Linked DNA regions of Mus musculus: regions 2, 3 and 4 are each linked to region 1. A link is a contact called in public HiChIP or PLAC-seq data. All regions are on one chromosome and are shown on one strand. The core of a region is the stretch at or near the end of the contact, and the rest is flanking DNA. Distances in the headings are between cores, read along the strand shown.

Region 1 (4,107 bases), core at 18-2,517:
AGGAGTTTGCTCGTGTCTCTAGTTACCACCTGCACCACATAAAGAAGTGTGCTGCCAGTGGGTCCCACAGAAGCTGCTCTGTCACAGTACACATGGGGACACTGCTGTTCTAGCAGGATCTTAAGTACTACTAGATGCCTATGGCAGGTCCCATTCTGCACTCTCTTCTATGATCTCAAGCTCCAAGGCTTCAGAGCCAAGCCCCACAGAGCTAGTCCTGAGCATCTGTCCTCCCCAGGCTAGCCTAGCAGCCTCTACCCTTCTTCCCCTTACTAGCCTGAGGAAGTTTATCCAAGAAAGCCAGCCAGCTCCCCTGGTCTGCACCAGGCCAGCTCCCTGTGGCCCTCCCATCACAGATCCTCCATCAACGAAATCCACAGAGAGCCCACACACATGCTGAGACATCACAGACACATGGCCTGTATGTAACACACATGCTGCTACAGCAGAAAACTGCTTCCTAATGTCCATGCAGAGCAGAGTTTCAAGAACTGCTTGGGCAACAGCTGACAGGGCTGCTGCTCACTTCTGTGGCTGGTGTCCTGCCCTTGAAGGCCTCAGCAAAGCCACCTGCCGGCTTCAGCAATAAGACAAGAGGCCAGAGGATGGTGTCCCTCCCACCCCCTGGCCAGCAGCTCTGCTCCAGGCAGCTCTCCCTATCCAGGGATCCAGGCCATGTCTACTCTTGCACACCTCAAGTTTTTCATGTGTTTAAGTTTCCCTGTCCCCACCTCAGATTTCCCATAGCATGGAACCAGGGCAAAGAATCCTCGGGACAGGAATCCTTCCTTCCCACTGCACCCAGACTGGGTCTGCTTGGTACAACTTGCCAACCACCTTCTGATCTTGCTCAAAGAAAGGAGGGGGACACCCTCCATGGGTCAGGCTGCTTCCCACATATGAAAAGCAAGATTTTCCTCTAACACCAAACCCTGAGACTCTATGACCCTGGGGGTAAGGTTGTAACGCTGCCTCCTCACAAGCCTAGGCTGACCTCCACACGGCCTCTTTAGAGACATGTGTGTAACTACTGTCAAGCTCCAGCCCCTCACCCCAGAGCCTCACCCTGGCCCCTAATGTGTCTACCATTCCAGGAGCCAGCAAGAAAAAGACAAGTCTGGGGAGAAAAAGGTGATTGTGGGAGTAGACCAGGGTGGGGCTAGTTCTAGCCCAGAGAAATTCCAAAGCACTGAGTACCAGAGAAATCCACTGCAGCTACAAACAGCTTGGCATTCACTACAAACCTGTAGCTAGCATGACACAATGACAGTGACTCAGAGCCCAGAGACCCTTGCGGCCTGAGGCCTCCTGAGGATGCCCTGCCCAGTGCCCTACAGTCTTGTCCCTGGAAGTCTGGGGTGTGGCTCAGTTAGTTGACAGAATGCTGGCCTAGCATGCACACAGAGCCCTGGGATGGATCTCAGCACATAGCCCAGCACTCAGAGGTGGAGGCCCAAGATCAGAGTGTCAGAGTCATCCTGACTCTGGGATGCACATGCCAGAGAGCACACATGGAGCTCAGAGAACGGCTGGACAAAGCTGGTCCTCCCCTCCCACCTTCACATGGTTCTGGGGACAGCGCTCAAGCTGTCAGGCTTGCACAGCAAGCATCTCTGGCTTCTGAGCCACCTTACCAATGCCTACAAATCAAGTTTAGTAGCACTGCGTGCTCCCTGTGGTTCTCTGCAAGTAAAGCGTGCTAAGATACTCAAAAAAGTCAATGAGCAGCTGGTCATGTTGGCTTATACCTGTAACCCCAGCACTCAAGAAGCAGTATTTCATGTTTGAGACCATTTTGAGCTAAAGATTCAAGTTCCAGGTCAGCTGGGGCTAGCTAGACCTAATAGGAACAGATGTTCAAGGTCAGATTCCCTCAACTACATCAAGAGCTCAAGGCCAGCCTAGGCTATACAAGACAATGTGCTCGTTCGAGCTCTGTCTGTCTCCCCACCCCCACACACGCTCGTACACACACAGACTAGCACACCTTTGGGAGAACCCAAAGAGAGACAGATGGAGCACTGCCCATGTTATAGGCCATGATACTGCCCAGACAGATACACTGCCCATGTTATGGACCATGGTCACTGGTGCTGAGCCCCAGGGAGGCCTGTGAGGCCAGCACACTAGGAGCCTCCCCATCTAGGTTCCAAGTCAGGTGCTTGAAGCATTGGCTGGTATACTGAGGATTCATCTCCCTTCCTTGGTTGGGCCCAGCTGTGCCCAGCAGCTCCCCCTACACACTCCCCATCCTGTACACAGGAGGCTCTAAGGACAGAGGAGGAAACACATTTCCAACACAGGGGTTGTAAACCAATCATCAAGCTCTAATTCCTCACCCCAAAGCCTGACCTTTGTGCCCAACATATCCTCAATTCCAGGAATTAATGGCTTAGGGAAGGCAAAAGCACTTTGGGGAGTGGATGGAGGGTGGTTCGCAGCCAAGGGAAACTCAGTAGCCATGAGCACCAGGGAGAGTGGGGAAGTCACTGCAGCTACTGCCATGGCTGCAACACTAGGTGGTGGTCTGTACTCAGAGGCCAAGGTCCCCTGCTGTCTACTGACTCTGGTCTCTTTAAAAAAAAAAGTCACCTTCCTGGGAGTGGTGGCTCACACATGTAATCCTAGTACTCAAAAGGCTGGGGAAGGAAGGATTCTTATGAATTCAAGGCTGGTCTGGGCTATAGAATGAGACCCAGTGTCAAAACAGCAAATGAAGTCCTTTTCTAGGCACCTTTACACAACAGAAGTCTCCAGTACTTTCAAACAGGCCCTGGCCACCCTTTGCTCTGCCCGGGCATAGACTGCACTCCCAATGCACGAGGAGGCCAGGGCTGGGGCTGCATTGTCCTATCTGTACTGGGCAGGATGCTGTGTCCCACTCCCTCTGCTCTTTGCACAGAGAGACCCTTCCTGACCCGGACTCCTTTCTAGTTTGGATCCCTTCTGCTCAGGGCTTTTGCCTGCCATGATCTAAACAGGTCCCTCTGATAGTGACGTGCTTCTGAGACAGAAGTCCCAAAAGAGCAGGAGACACAACCCCCAGTGCCTTCCATGATCCATGCAAGGCACATAGGTGCCATGTTAATATCTGAACAAAATCACAGAGGTGTAGCTTCCCAAACAAGTAGATTAAATGCTTAAAAATAAGACAGACATCTAGGCTGGAGAGACGCTCAGTGGTCAAGAGTGCAGCTGCTCTTCCAGAGGACCTAGGCTTGGATCCCAGCATCTACGCAACTCTTAACTCCAGTTCCAGGAGATGCAGTGTGCTCTTCTGATCTCTGGAAGCACCAGGCACACACAGACACATGCAGGCAGAACCCCACACATGTAAGATAAAATAAATAAACCTAAACAAGAAAATCAGGAGTTCTGCACATGTAGGCCAGAGTCTTCTCTGAGGACTTCTCCAGACAGATGAACTTCTATGGCCTCCCATAGCCCCACACTGTTGTGAGCTCCAGAGTCTCAGATCCCTGTGAAATCAGGAGAGCGAAGACATCACAGCTCTGCTCTGCTCTCCCACAGATGAGCACCAGTCCTTGATTCTGGTGTCAGAGGGACTAAGAAACTCCTGAGGCCTTGGGGCTGGAGTCTGTCACCTGAGGTGGTCATATGCATGGTGACAACCACCCCACATGGAGCCCAGGTGAACAGGGTGGGTCTGCCAAGCTGCCTCACCAGCTCACCTTTGGGCAAGATGCCAACCAGCCTGTCGGGAAGACAATAAAAATAATGGCATCCTGTCAGTCATTAACAGATTCTCTCTGTACAGCCAGAAGTCTCTAATCCAAAGATCCCTGACCACACAGAGGGCTTTGTTAATCCAGAACTCTTCATCCAGAAGAAACCAAGTCAATATGCTCAGTCCTTTGTGATCCCCCAAAACGGGGGTGGGGGGGTGGGGGGGGTTGCACTGAGCCTGTGGCCTGGCAGATGGACAAAGCAGCTTACTGTACAGTGAGCATGGGTGTGGTCCCTGCCTAACAGGGCTGCAGGCTCCCAGGACACAGCAGGGACAAGTCTTGCTCAGGGCAAGAAGTCAAAGTGATGATGGCCTGATTAAAGCCGCTGGCTTCCCCACTGGGCAGGGCTGAGACACAG
Region 2 (3,694 bases), core at 215-2,714, 200 kb before region 1:
AAGCCAGGGACTGATGGACAGGGCTTTGAGGAGCTGTAGTCGGGGACTGGAGGACAGGGCTGTGAAGTCCTGATTTGCAGAGGATATGAATCAAAGGTACCCAAGGGATAAAGCTGTGAGATCCTGAGAAGTGGGGGTGTAAGGGTTCATGGGGGTCGAGGGAAAGGACTGGGGAGCAGAAGCTGTGGGGCCAACCTGTGGCCTGTGCTCAGAAGATGGAGTTCATATTTTTAACCTTCTCAGGCCTTGACTCTTCATGCCTCATTTGAAGTGCATCAGTAGGCCCTGGCACTACCTTAGACATAAATAGAGTAGGTATTTGAGCCTTTTATTGCTTAGCTGCCCATCTCTCATAGCAGCTTCTCAGGTCATATGGCATCTGCCCTGGTTACCCGCACCCAGGGTGGTATGTCACAAAGGAAGACAGGTGTCTCTGATCTGCCTAGAACGTGGACATTCATCTCACCCAGAACAGAAACTGCTGTCCTTGAAACAGCCCAAGGCCTCCAACAGCCCTCCAAAGGCCTCTGCCCTCTAACCCCCTCCTTATAGTCCTTCTAGCTCCCCACTGAGTCCCATACTCTTCAGACCCCCAGAGCACATGTCCAAGAGTGGCCCAGAGTCTGCCTCAGCCCACACAGGGGAAACACTATGTCCTTTTAGTCCTTGATGTCTCTGCAGTCCACATCCACTGTGCTCAGGGACCATTATTGGGGGAAATGGTAGAAAGGAAAGATTATAGGTTTGATTGTTTTTTAAAAAGATGTGTAAAACCGAAGGTAGAATTGGAGTTAAAAATAAGTTGCAGATTGCATTACATGTTTTAAATAGTCTGTTCAGTTCTACAAACCAGTAGGAAGGATGGCAGTCAGTAGGAAAACAACCCCCAAGGTGTGGACAGTAGCTCATGAACAGAAGTGCTCTCGTGCTTCTGGAAAGGCAGCCTTGATGGCAGTGAGGCCAGTGCAGAGATCAGTCCTGGGAATGTCCCCACCCGTCAGTGCAGTTCATTGTGGACCGGGCTGGACACATCAAACTCTAGGAATCCAGACACGTACTGTCCCACTGCCAGGAGATAAGAAACAGGAGTGACCTGTCCTTCCCGAGTCAAGATCATCTGGGAATCAGATCTAATGCCAGAGGTAGAGATGGGGTTTGGATCACTAGACGGGTTTTGAATGCAGCTGAGTGCATTGATACAGGATTCTTCAAGGGCAAAAGTTGAGGAAGACACTCTCCCCACAGAGGGTTTCAGGACAAGACAAGGCAGGCCACAGCAGCGAGGCACAGAGAGCAGACTTAGTGAAAGCCACCAGTACTGCCTAGATTTAACTGTCAACCCGACACAAGTACAGTCATCTGGGAAGGGAGTGAATTGAGAACTTGCTAGATCATACTGGCCTCTGGGCATGTCTGTGGGGATTCCTTGGTTGGCTGTTGATTGATGTAAGAGTTCATAGACCACTGTGAGCTCACCATTTCATGGGCTGGGCCCTAAAGCTAACTAAGACAAACTAAGTAAGCAGACGGCATGGGTATACTCATTTCTCTCAGTTTTTGACTGTGACTCACTGCTTAAAGCTCCTGCCTTGGTTGCCCTGCATTGAAGGACTGTGTCCTGGAATTTTAAGCCAAACAAACCCGTTCTCCCCAGAGTTGTATTTAACCAGGGCATTTGTCACATTAACAGAAATGAAACTAGGACACCACCCAGTGATGTCATGGTATTACTTGTATTGTTACCGACAGCTTGCTAAGGAGCCTCACAGTCCACTCCAGGAACACAGGGAAGCTTTTCTGGATCAAGCAAGTCTTCTTGTAAGAGAGTTGGGGAGAACTAGAGCTGAGTGCTGAGCATGTGCACAGGGCCCTGAGACTGGACCCTGCTTCAAAGTTACAGGCTGTGAGCAGTGAAAACACATGACACCCTTTATAGTGCCGGAGAAAATCAGGCTAGGGGATGGATCAACTGGTAAAGTGTCATATAAACATGACACTCTGAGTCCCATCCCCACTCCCCTGTAAAAGTCGGATGTGTAATTCCATTGCTGGAGGAGGTGGAGACAGGAGGGTTCCAGGGGCTTTCTGGCCAGCAAGTCTAGCTGAATGATCTCCAACTGAGAAACCCACTCCCAAAAATCAGGTGAAGAACTGGGCATGGTAGCACACACCCTTAGTGCCAGCACTTGGGAGGCAGAGGCAGGCAGATTTCTGTGAGTTCGAGGCCAGCCTAGTCTACAGAGTTAGTTCCAAGACAGCCAGAACTATGTAGAGAGATCCTGTCTCCAAGATAGATAGAGGAGAGAAAGGGGGGGGGGCAACTGAGGAAATACTTGATGCATATACCTGTGAATACACCTGTAAATACACACACTTGCAAATACACACAAAGTAAAAATGAAGTGTTTATAAACGGAATGCAAAAAGTTACTAACGTTGTAGTGTGTATACATATATGTGTGTGGCATGAAAGACACATATAATATAACGTACATTGCATGCAGAAGAAGCCAGACCAAACCCATACCACCCTCAGTGGTTGTCACTGGGCAGGATCAGATTGCCTGCTACTGTTCTCTACTTTCATCTGTGAATGTGTCTCATAAGCAGCATCAAAAATATGCAGAAAAGAACATCTTGATGTGCTGCATCAGAAACCAGGAAGGGGACACTACCCAGTGCAGTGTGCAGCTTCACTGTGGCCACCATCAGAAAGAATAGCCGGGGCTGATGTCCTCCAGAATCCTTGAGCAAGGCTGAGCAACCTGGCACAGTGTTCAGGGTGGCAGATGACCAGTTGGTAAACTCAGGCAATAGACCACTTTGAGCTTGTCTTCCTTGGGAGCAATTTACTCTAGTTTTATATTAGTGTTGCTTGTGACAATGCAGGATTAGGAATAAATGTAGATCAAACAACAGTGCCCTTTACACACAGGAACACAAATTCCCACAAAGTCCACAATGACCATTGTAATCCTGAGCGGATGAGCACTGCTGGAGGGTGTGGGCATCCACACCTGGTGTCAGCACACACTACAGGGCAGCAGCAGCAGCCCACACAGTGGATGTTGTCACACAGGAACCGAAGCACAAGTAGGAACCCAGAAGTCACATAGCTGCAACCAACTGACTGAACAAAAATACCAGTGTTGGTGCCAGAGAAACTAGGTGCTCACATATGAAAGAATGAAACCCGACCCTTCTCTCCATCATAAACAGTCAACTCCAGATGACCAAAGACCTGAATAAGAATAAAAAATACAAAACTAATAGAAAACGTAGGGCAGCACTGTAAGATGTTATAGATAACGATACTGTGGCTAGGAGCCCCAAACAAAGGCAAAAACAGACCTGTGCAATTTATCAAACTAAAAAACTTTTGAGAAAAATATGTAAGCTGTGTAGAATATAATATCCAATGTACAAGGAGCCACATAGAAGAAACCTAATTAATTTCTGCATCTTAGAACTTGGGAGGTGACGCAGGAAGATGAGAAGTGAGGTCATCTCCAGCTATGCAGGGAGTTTGAGACCAGCTTAGACTACATGAGGCTATCTAAAACAGATGTAGAGACAACGGAAGAACAGAGAGCAGGAGATTGAAATAGAGCTTGAAAGAAGCAATACAAATAGCCACAGATGCACTGGGCATGCGTTAGGCCTGTATGTAATTCTAGCACTTCACAAAGCTTAG
Region 3 (4,046 bases), core at 109-2,608, 140 kb before region 1:
GAATCAAGCTGGCTGAAGTACACAGAGCTGGGACTGGGGAGATGGCTCTGTGGGTAAAGTGCTTGCATCTCAGGCATGAGGACCTGAGTTCAGTTCCCTGGACCCCACATAAAGCCAGATACAATATTGCACATCTGCAAGGGGTGGAGGCCGAACACCTCCACCTGGAAGGAGGAAGAATGGAAGCTCGTGAGCCAGCTAGCCTGAAGCACAGCATAGCGAGTAAGAAAACATGTTGTCTCCAAGGAGATGGAAGGCTGCTGCCCTCTGACTGTCACACAAGTCCCATGGTGCATTGGCACCTACACCACCACCCCACACAGAGCATCTTTTAAAGTTCATGGGTGTGAAAGAGCTAAGGAGAACTTCATGTGGCAGGAAAGTGGACAGCTTCCTGTTCACCCTCACAGCCCTTCCCTGCCCTGCATGCCGGTGGATGGAGGGGTCCTAAACACCCGCTTGCTCTCACCCAGCACCTGTCTGTAGCAGCTGTGGTAAAGCCTCTAGTGATTGTCCTTGAGGCTCTACGTGTGCCTGTCTGTCTCTCCCCTTTAGATAGCATTAAATGGACCCAGTGTGACCTGGAGCAGAGGACCATTCATGGTGTTCTCAACAGACTGCAGTCCAACACACATTTGACCTAACTCCGCCCATCTCACCCTCAGATGTGTGCCTTGGGCCTGTACATAATCAGTTTAATTTTCCATGGCTGAGAGCTTTGTGGGGGCAAAGCATGAGCTAAGGGTATTGCCAGCCAGTTCCTACTGGTCTATGAGTCAAATCTGGTCATGTCATGTACTGTGTGGAATTCATCCTAAAATGTAGTCAAGCAAAAATAAATAAATACCAAGCATAAAAATACAAATGAATAGAATTCATTGCACTCTGCAGCCAGGCTGTTGAAATGACCATTGGCCACTGAACTGTCCTTGAACTCCAAAAGGAACTCAGTGGGGCACAGCATCAGTTTTGAAGCAGATGAGTTCTGCCCCTAGCTGTGAGGAGTCTAGGGTCTTGAGTCTCCTCAGGGCCCCCAGGCCCTTACTTCCCATCCTGCTCTTACGCAGGCTTTGTCATGCACTAAATTTACCACTTGGCCTACAAGTGTGCCCTGCTTAGATCCTGTGTGCTATCCTAAAGACATGGACATTGCTTGTGCCCAGGAGGTTTGTCAGAACCTGTAGGGTGACCTGGAATTCTGGAGGCCCTAAGTCAGAGTAAGGCCTCTGCTGGGTGTCTCCTCTGGGGCTCCTGACTGCTGATGTGGCTGTTGCTTCTGTTGCCTAAGCCCTGCATATTCATGTGCTGTTCTGTGTATGACCTCATTTCCCTTTGCGTAAAGACGCCAGTCATGTTGGATCTGGGCCCACCAACTCCAACATGACCTCATCTTAACCACCACAGTATTGATGCTAGCCATAGATAGATATGGAGATGTGGTCGCCTGCTAGCACTTCAGTCTGTGCGTGTGGAGAGGCAGGGACACAGTTAAACTAAGTTAAACACAGTTAAACACAAAGGGGTACCCTTTGTGATGTCTCATTTCTCCTAGGATGGCTGGTTGCTTCCCATTCCCTGCCTTCCTGAGGCTCATTGTCTTTGCCTGTGTCCCCATGGTTATCTGTGTCCTGTGGTCTGACAGTGCTCAATGTCAGGGTGGACAAGAATCCAGGAAGAGCTTGTAATAGATGTGAGGGCCAAGAGGAGATGGAGTTCTGCATCTCTGGATGAGCACATGGGTGGGAAATCCCATTTGGAGATCCTATAGAATAAGCAGTTATTTCTGAGAAAAGTCTATGCAGATCTATACTATATATTCTGCATAGTTATAATCAAGTTTATATTCTTGTTTGTTTGGTCGGTTTTTGTTGTTTTTTGTTTGTTTGTTTGTTTGTTTGTTTGTTTGTTTGTTTTGGGGGGGTTGCTGTTGTTGTTTTTTTGTTTTTGTTTTTTTTGTTTTTGTTTTTTGTTTTTTTGAGACAGGGTTTCTCTGTGTAGCCCTGGCCATCCTAGAACTCACTTTGTAGACCAGGCTGGCCTCGAACTCAGAAATCCGCCTGCCTCTGCCTCCCAAGTGCTAGGATTAAAGGCGTGCGCCACCACCGACCTGCACAAATTTATATTCTTGATCCTAATTAGTATTTTTAAATTTTTATCTTGACTAATATTTTTAGCCAGTTGTTTGTTTTGTTGATTTTTGTTTGTTTTCTTGTCTTTTTTTGAGACCAGGTCTTACCCCAGGCTGGCCTAAAAGTCAAGATCCAACCTGCTTCTAGCACCTGAGTCCTGGGTTTACAGACACATACCACTATGCCCAGCTTGCTAATCTTGTATTTTCTTTTAAGTGTTATTTATTTTTAAGTGTGTGTGTGTGTGTGTGTGTGTGTGTGTGTGTGTGTGTGTGTGTGAGAGAGAGAGAGAGAGAGAGAGAGAGAGAGAGAGAGAGAGAGAGAGAGAATGTACACCACGTGAGTGCAGTGCCCACAGAGGTCAGTAGAGGGCACCAGATTTCCCAGAACTGTAGTTACAGGCAGTTATGAGTTGCCTAACTGGAGTTCTAGAAACCAAACGTGGGTCCTCTGAAAGAGATGGTGTGTGCTATTAACTTCTGAGCCATTTCTTCAGTCCCATTGATCTTTCAAATGGCTGGATTCTGTTTGTTTCTGATGTGACTTGTGTTGTCCTTGTCCTTGGGATCAGGAGGGGTGGTCCATGGTTGCTGCCTCTTTAGCTGCAGCCCTGGCGTCCCTGGGGTGCAGTTGGTTAAGGTTCTGCTGTAGCACAGGTTTAACATGTGTGCTGCATCTCTCTGACTTGGGGGTGTATGAATCCACCTTTCCCAGTCAGCCGTGTGCAAACGCCAAGTTCTATTTTTACACCTCCTCAGCTCCTTTGACAGTGCCTCTCTCTCCTGCTTAGCAACAAGAAAACCAAATTTAACTTCACCTGTAAACAAGTCTGTCAGGCATTTTCCCCCACTTATAACCAACTGATTTAACTTTGTTGCTCTCAGATAAACATCAGCCCCTGTTCAGTACTAGGCACTGGCTGGTCAGGAGCACAGCTGTTCTGGTGGTTGTCTGTCCCCTCCTAAGCAGCCACGCCCTCAGGCTGGCTGTTAGGGCTATGGAAAGGGATGTAGTGGGGAGGTGGTAGTGGTCGCTCTGGTGGCATCAGGTTGTGGCACACTGGGAAGTTTGACATCTCCTCCTTTACTGGTCTCCCAGTGTTGGGCGCCATCAGAGACATGGGGGTTCATTGACTCTTATTCCTAGGTCAAGTAGCCGTGTCAGTCCACTGTGCCCTGGAAGACAGTCTTGTGTCTGCCTTCTGTGGCCTCTCTCTGAGAAGAACTTAATGAATTGTTGATCACTCGCTTGAGCAAGTAGAGGGGATCCTGCTGAATGGCCACAAAATGGCAGCAAAGCTGAAAGTCTTATTTGGCTTTTATTTGCATATCTATTATAGACGGGGTCTAAGAACTCCGATCTGCTCAGGGTAGGGAGACAGAAAGGGACAGAAAGGGACAGAAAGGAAACAAATGGGGATGGTTGTGCTGGCTCCAGCTCTCACTTGCCTATGAATAGCTGTCTTTGGTCAGAGCCAGTGGTAGATTGCCTGAGGTAGATTGGCTGCTTAGCTCAGAAGTGCAGTCCTACTTGGGCTTTCTGCAGGTGTGCATGCTACCTTAGGGTGCAGTTCCTCACACAAGGACCCCTGGGCAGGAGCATACTTAGGCAATGTGTGTCAAACCTGCACTCTACACATGATTTACTCTGTAGCATTCGGTGGTCTGGCGGCCCCTGGCTTGGACCCTCTGTGTAACCTATTTCTTCTGTTCTGCTGTTTTCCTCCACTCCCTCCACTTACCCAGCCTGTAGCTGGTTTTAGCATCTGACGCTTCTCTTTGGAGTTGAAGGATGGCAGTTGGCTCTCTTCCAGGCGTTCCCCAAGCGTGTTTTATGCTAACAAATGAGGTATAAGCATCTAACGCAGAGTCATGGGCTGGCTGCAGCGGGGCAAAGCCAGGTTTCACTGTCTTTCTG
Region 4 (4,009 bases), core at 69-2,568, 200 kb after region 1:
ACAAGGACTTCCGGCTTCTTTGGCACGTCGGCCCCTCCCCTCCAGAGAACTACTAGTCTCCACCCCCACAACGGTTCCCCTCAGAGCAAGGTTCTTGGGGTGGTCAGATCCACAGCCAGACTCAGATCCCGCAGGAGCCAGGACAGAGGTGGGAAAGTCACCAGCAGAGACTGGCCAAAGTTTGGAAAGCAGCTCCTTTGGAATCGTCCTAGTCATTTCGCTTCCTCCCCACACCCTAAGGCCACCGCCAAGCCCACGTCAAGGCGGCAGATGCAACTGAGTCTGTGGGCACCTGGCTGCCTCCAGACTTGCAGGACCAGAGCGATCCTGCGGGGACGCTCTCAATAGGATTGTGGAACTGGCAGTCACAAGCCCCGCCCCCAGCTGTGGATGAAGCCGGAACTCCAGGACTGGGCGCGGAGTATGGGTCAGGGCTCCTGGCACTGCCATCCTGACTGACAGGGTACAACCCAGGACGGAGTCACTAGATTCCACCGCTAGGCTGGGAGATTCCGGGGAGCCAGGGCACCTCCAAGGCTCCAGGCCCAGACCCCCTGGGCGCAGTGGGGCCACCCTCAATCTGGCAGCTAAAGTCTCAGTTTTCAGTGTTTTCATCCCAAGGTATGGAAAGCTGCCCCCGCACGCCTGGTACAAGGGGGCTCGCCCCGCTTCTGGGAAGGGAGTGCATTTGGTGGGAAAGCAGACCTGTTGCTAGCCTCTGAGAGGGAAGGAAACTCTCCTTCAGAGTGCCAGGCCAATCCCCCTCCTCGCACCCCACGTGGCTGCAGAAAGTCCCTTCCAGGTGAATTCCCTAGGCTGGGAGCCGCGGCGTGCCGGCCACCTGCTGTGCCGTGCCCCTCTCCGGTCCCTCCCAATGCCAACAAGGCGACAGGCCTGCCTCCCCGGAGAACTTCGGGGACGTCCCGCACCAGAGCGGCCTGGACCAGTGGTCCAGGGTGCGGCGGGGCCCGGCCCGGAGTTGGGGAGACAAGGTCCGGAGTGGAACAGGCGACAAAACCCACGGGCTGGAGGGGACAGAGACGCGGAGGGGCACGGGGCCCCGCGCTCTCCGAAAGGCCCAGGACGCGCAGCCGCCGCCACCTGTCGCGCTCTGCGGCCCGCGGCCCCACGGGCCCTGGTAGCCAGGACGCCCGGCTCCGGGTCCTCGCTGGTGGACTCACCATGCTCACGAGGCGCGTCACCACCTGAGGCTGAGACAGGAAGCGCCGCAGGTCGAAGGAGCCGCCCGCGTTGGCCGCGCCATAGGCCCCGCTCTCCATGTCGCTTTCGCCACCGAGCCGCGGATGGCCGGGAACTAGCCGGATTGCCCCGCCCCGCCCACGGGGGCGGGTCCGGCCGCCGACAGGGCGGGGCCAACCGCCGGGAAGTAGCCCCTCCAAACTCGTGGAAGTTGGCAGCAAAACTTGGAGCTCGCAGGAGGCGCCAGGGTGCGGAAGGGGGAGGAAAAGCTCACCCCTGGGAAATATGTCCTACTGAGTTCATCCAGAAAGGATCAAAGAGTCCCCAAGAAGAGACATCCTAGGCGGCTCCCACTTTACTCTTACTTACACAGTGCCCTGGTGAAGGTCCTCTCCCATAAGCCCTCCAGACACCCAAATCCCACCAATCCAGAATCCAGGCTCGTAAATACCTGGATGTCACTTCACCATTCTGCTCCAGACCAAAGGACTGGGGCATAAGCTCTTGCCTAGCACATCAGAGGCCCCCAGTTCCAACCTCTGGACTACTGTAGTAATTAATAACTATGGCCCCCACAGTTCTGGCTACTCTTTGCTCTGGAGCTAAGCCTGAAAGCCAAAGGGCTCTGAAGGGCAGATTTCTAGACATCGTGATCACATGCTGCAAAGTACCTGGTGGCTGTTGTCTCAGGAAGAGAAAGAGGGCAGGAGAATAAGGAGTTCAAGACAACCCTGAGCTATCTGAGATCTAGTCTCAAGTACACACATACTGAGGATTGTAATTTTAAAAATTAAAACAAATGAGATCACTAGGTCATAGACTCCAGCTCCCCCTGTCCCCCAATAACATTTAGAAAGGGAACCTGATGCTTAATCGGAAGGGGTCGTGTGTCAACCCAGGGCTTCACCTTGGCCGCCAAGAGGCCTCCAGATATCCTTCTGTTGACAACACAAATTTGTTCCCAAGGAGACCATGGCTGTTGAGGGGTGTAGAGGGCTGAGAAGTGACACAGAATGGAGTCATGACAAGATGGCTTTACCACAGTCACTTCAATGGATAATGAATAATGAGACAGACTCACCTCAGTAATGAGGGGGGCTGGACAATAAGGAAACTGAGGCAGAAGCCTGCCCCACCAGAAGGGTCACCACTCGGGAGAAGACAGGAGTAGGCACAAGAGAGACTGGGCCTTCTAACAGTCTATCTGCGTCTATTTGCACCCTCCCCACACTAACAGAGCCTGTGACAAGCCGCTGGTAGGTGAGCCCAGGGCTACCTCCTAAAATCTGTTCATACACGCCATGAGTGTTTGATGAAGGAGAACTGGCTGTCAGGACTTTCCTACAAAGCCTCCCTTTCTCTCTCTCTCTCTCTCTCTCTCTCTTTCTCTCTCTCTCTCTCTCTCTCTCTCTCTCTCTCTCTCTCTCTCTCTCTCTCTCTTTCCTACACAGAGAAACTCTATCTCAAAAAACCAAAACCAAAACCAACCTTTTGCCATTACATCATTACATGTAATTGGTTTGTGCCTGGGGTGGGTGGGTAGAGCACACGAGATGACACATGTCATAAAAAGGACACCTTGTAAGACATAGCGCTTGCTCCCTTCACAGGGTGGGTCCCTGGGATTGAACTCAGGATCCCAGACTTGGCAGCAAACACCTTCACCCATCTCACAAGACCCTTCTCAGATTTTCGTTTTATTTTGAGACAGAGTCTCACTATGCAGCCTGACTGTCCTGGCACACATTTTGTAGACCAGGCTAGCCTCTAGCTCACAGGGATCCTCCCGCTTCTGCCTCCCACATGCTGGAACCAGAGGTGTGTGCCAGCATCCCTGGCCAGCAGCTCAGTTTTTCATTTCTCTTTTGGTTGTTATTGTCCCATTCTTCGGGACCAGACTCCTGGACCAGGATTGACCTTGAACTCCTCCTGATCCTCCTGCCTCCACCTCCTGAGTTCTGGGATCACAGGGATGAGCCACCACACACAGAAACCTTCTACTGTTGCCCAATAGTTGATGAGCACCCCCTTCTTCAGTTACACAACCCCACATGGGGTTGTGACCAGAAACTAAAGAAGCTGGGCTTCAGTGCGTCAGAGAGCAGGAGCACCCCCCTCAGTCGCTCTGATGCCCTCTTGTAGCAACCGCTGCTCACTAACAGCCAGTCATGAAATAGGAATCCCACACACGATAGTTCTATCCCCTTGGGCCTCGTTCACACTAATGCTCTAGATTTCTGGGGCCCTTTTGGGGTGCACTACTTTTGATACTCTGAGCTGCATCCCCTTTCTTTTTTAAGGTTTTTTTTGTTTTGTTTTTTTTAAAGAATTATTTGCTGGGCATGGTGGCGCACACCTTTAATCCCAGCACTCAGGAGGCAGAGGCAGGCAGATTTCTGAGTTCGAGGCCAGTCTGGTCTACAAAGTGAGTTCCAGGACAGCCAGGGCTATACAGAGAAACCCCTCAAAAAAACAAAACAAAACAAAAAAAGAATTATTTATTTTATGTGTAGAAGTACATTATGGGAATTGAACTCGGGACCTCTGGAAGAACAGTCAGTGCTGTAACTGAGCCATCTCTCCAGCCCTGAACCCCCCTTTTCTACCCCCACACCTCAGGCTCTCTTTTGCTCCATTGGTGGGTTCTTGTACAGGGCAGGGAGGCAAGCCCATGGCTCTGTCTTCCGGTCACAACCTGATGACAAGGGAGTTAGTCCAGGTCAGACAGGTTCACCCGGTCATGTGATGCCGGGTACGCCAGTGAGCTCACTCACCCCACTAAGTGCACCTACTAAGTGCACCCACTAAG

The links. HiChIP or PLAC-seq counts read pairs in DNA pulled down with a chosen protein or histone mark.
Region 2: a contact with region 1 is called in an HNF4G HiChIP or PLAC-seq map of pancreatic cancer cells. The contact joins two enhancer-like sites. A contact is called at or near these places in 1 of 15 datasets of contacts at CTCF or cohesin (CD8 T cells), 2 of 484 Hi-C or Micro-C datasets (CD4 T cells and pro-B cells), 3 of 115 datasets of contacts at active chromatin or transcription factors (CD8 T cells, pancreatic cancer cells and pro-B cells) and 2 of 9 other capture datasets (adipose tissue and pancreatic islet).
Region 3: a contact with region 1 is called in a FOXA1 HiChIP or PLAC-seq map of pancreatic cancer cells. The contact joins two enhancer-like sites. A contact is called at or near these places in 1 of 115 datasets of contacts at active chromatin or transcription factors (pancreatic cancer cells) and 2 of 9 other capture datasets (adipose tissue and liver).
Region 4: a FOXA1 HiChIP or PLAC-seq map of pancreatic cancer cells shows a contact between it and region 1. The contact joins the promoter of Syngr2 here to the enhancer-like site in region 1. A contact is called at or near these places in 1 of 39 promoter capture datasets (stem cell-derived epiblast-like cells), 3 of 115 datasets of contacts at active chromatin or transcription factors (CD8 T cells, large pre-B cells and pancreatic cancer cells) and 3 of 9 other capture datasets (adipose tissue, liver and pancreatic islet).

The regions. Positions count from the first base shown.
Region 1 is chr11:118,009,946-118,014,052 of GRCm38.p6, reverse strand. All of the region lies in intron 7 of Pgs1 (phosphatidylglycerophosphate synthase 1), which reads right to left. Among named protein-coding and RNA genes, the nearest start is that of Mir6933, 9.7 kb to the right of the region's middle. Within about 2 kb of position 1,267, at least 81 of the 459 cell types and tissues checked have an H3K27ac peak or open chromatin away from gene starts, as enhancers often do. A contact at or near this core is called in adipose tissue and pancreatic cancer cells, where this site is marked.
Region 2 is chr11:118,214,006-118,217,699 of GRCm38.p6, reverse strand. All of the region lies in intron 1 of Cyth1 (cytohesin 1), which reads left to right. Among named protein-coding and RNA genes, the nearest start is that of Cyth1, 33 kb to the left of the region's middle. Within about 2 kb of position 1,464, at least 91 of the 459 cell types and tissues checked have an H3K27ac peak or open chromatin away from gene starts, as enhancers often do. A contact at or near this core is called in adipose tissue and pancreatic cancer cells, where this site is marked.
Region 3 is chr11:118,150,448-118,154,493 of GRCm38.p6, reverse strand. No RefSeq gene overlaps it. Among named protein-coding and RNA genes, the nearest start is that of Gm38514, 15 kb to the right of the region's middle. Within about 2 kb of position 1,358, at least 60 of the 459 cell types and tissues checked have an H3K27ac peak or open chromatin away from gene starts, as enhancers often do. A contact at or near this core is called in pancreatic cancer cells, where this site is marked.
Region 4 is chr11:117,806,976-117,810,984 of GRCm38.p6, reverse strand. It overlaps Syngr2 (synaptogyrin 2), which reads right to left and starts at 1,318. Exons shown (of 4, transcript NM_009304.2): 1 at 1,182-1,318. The coding sequence starts at 1,280. 6030468B19Rik (RIKEN cDNA 6030468B19 gene) reads right to left here. Exons shown (of 6, transcript NM_029964.1): 6 at 3,677-3,895. The coding sequence ends at 3,889.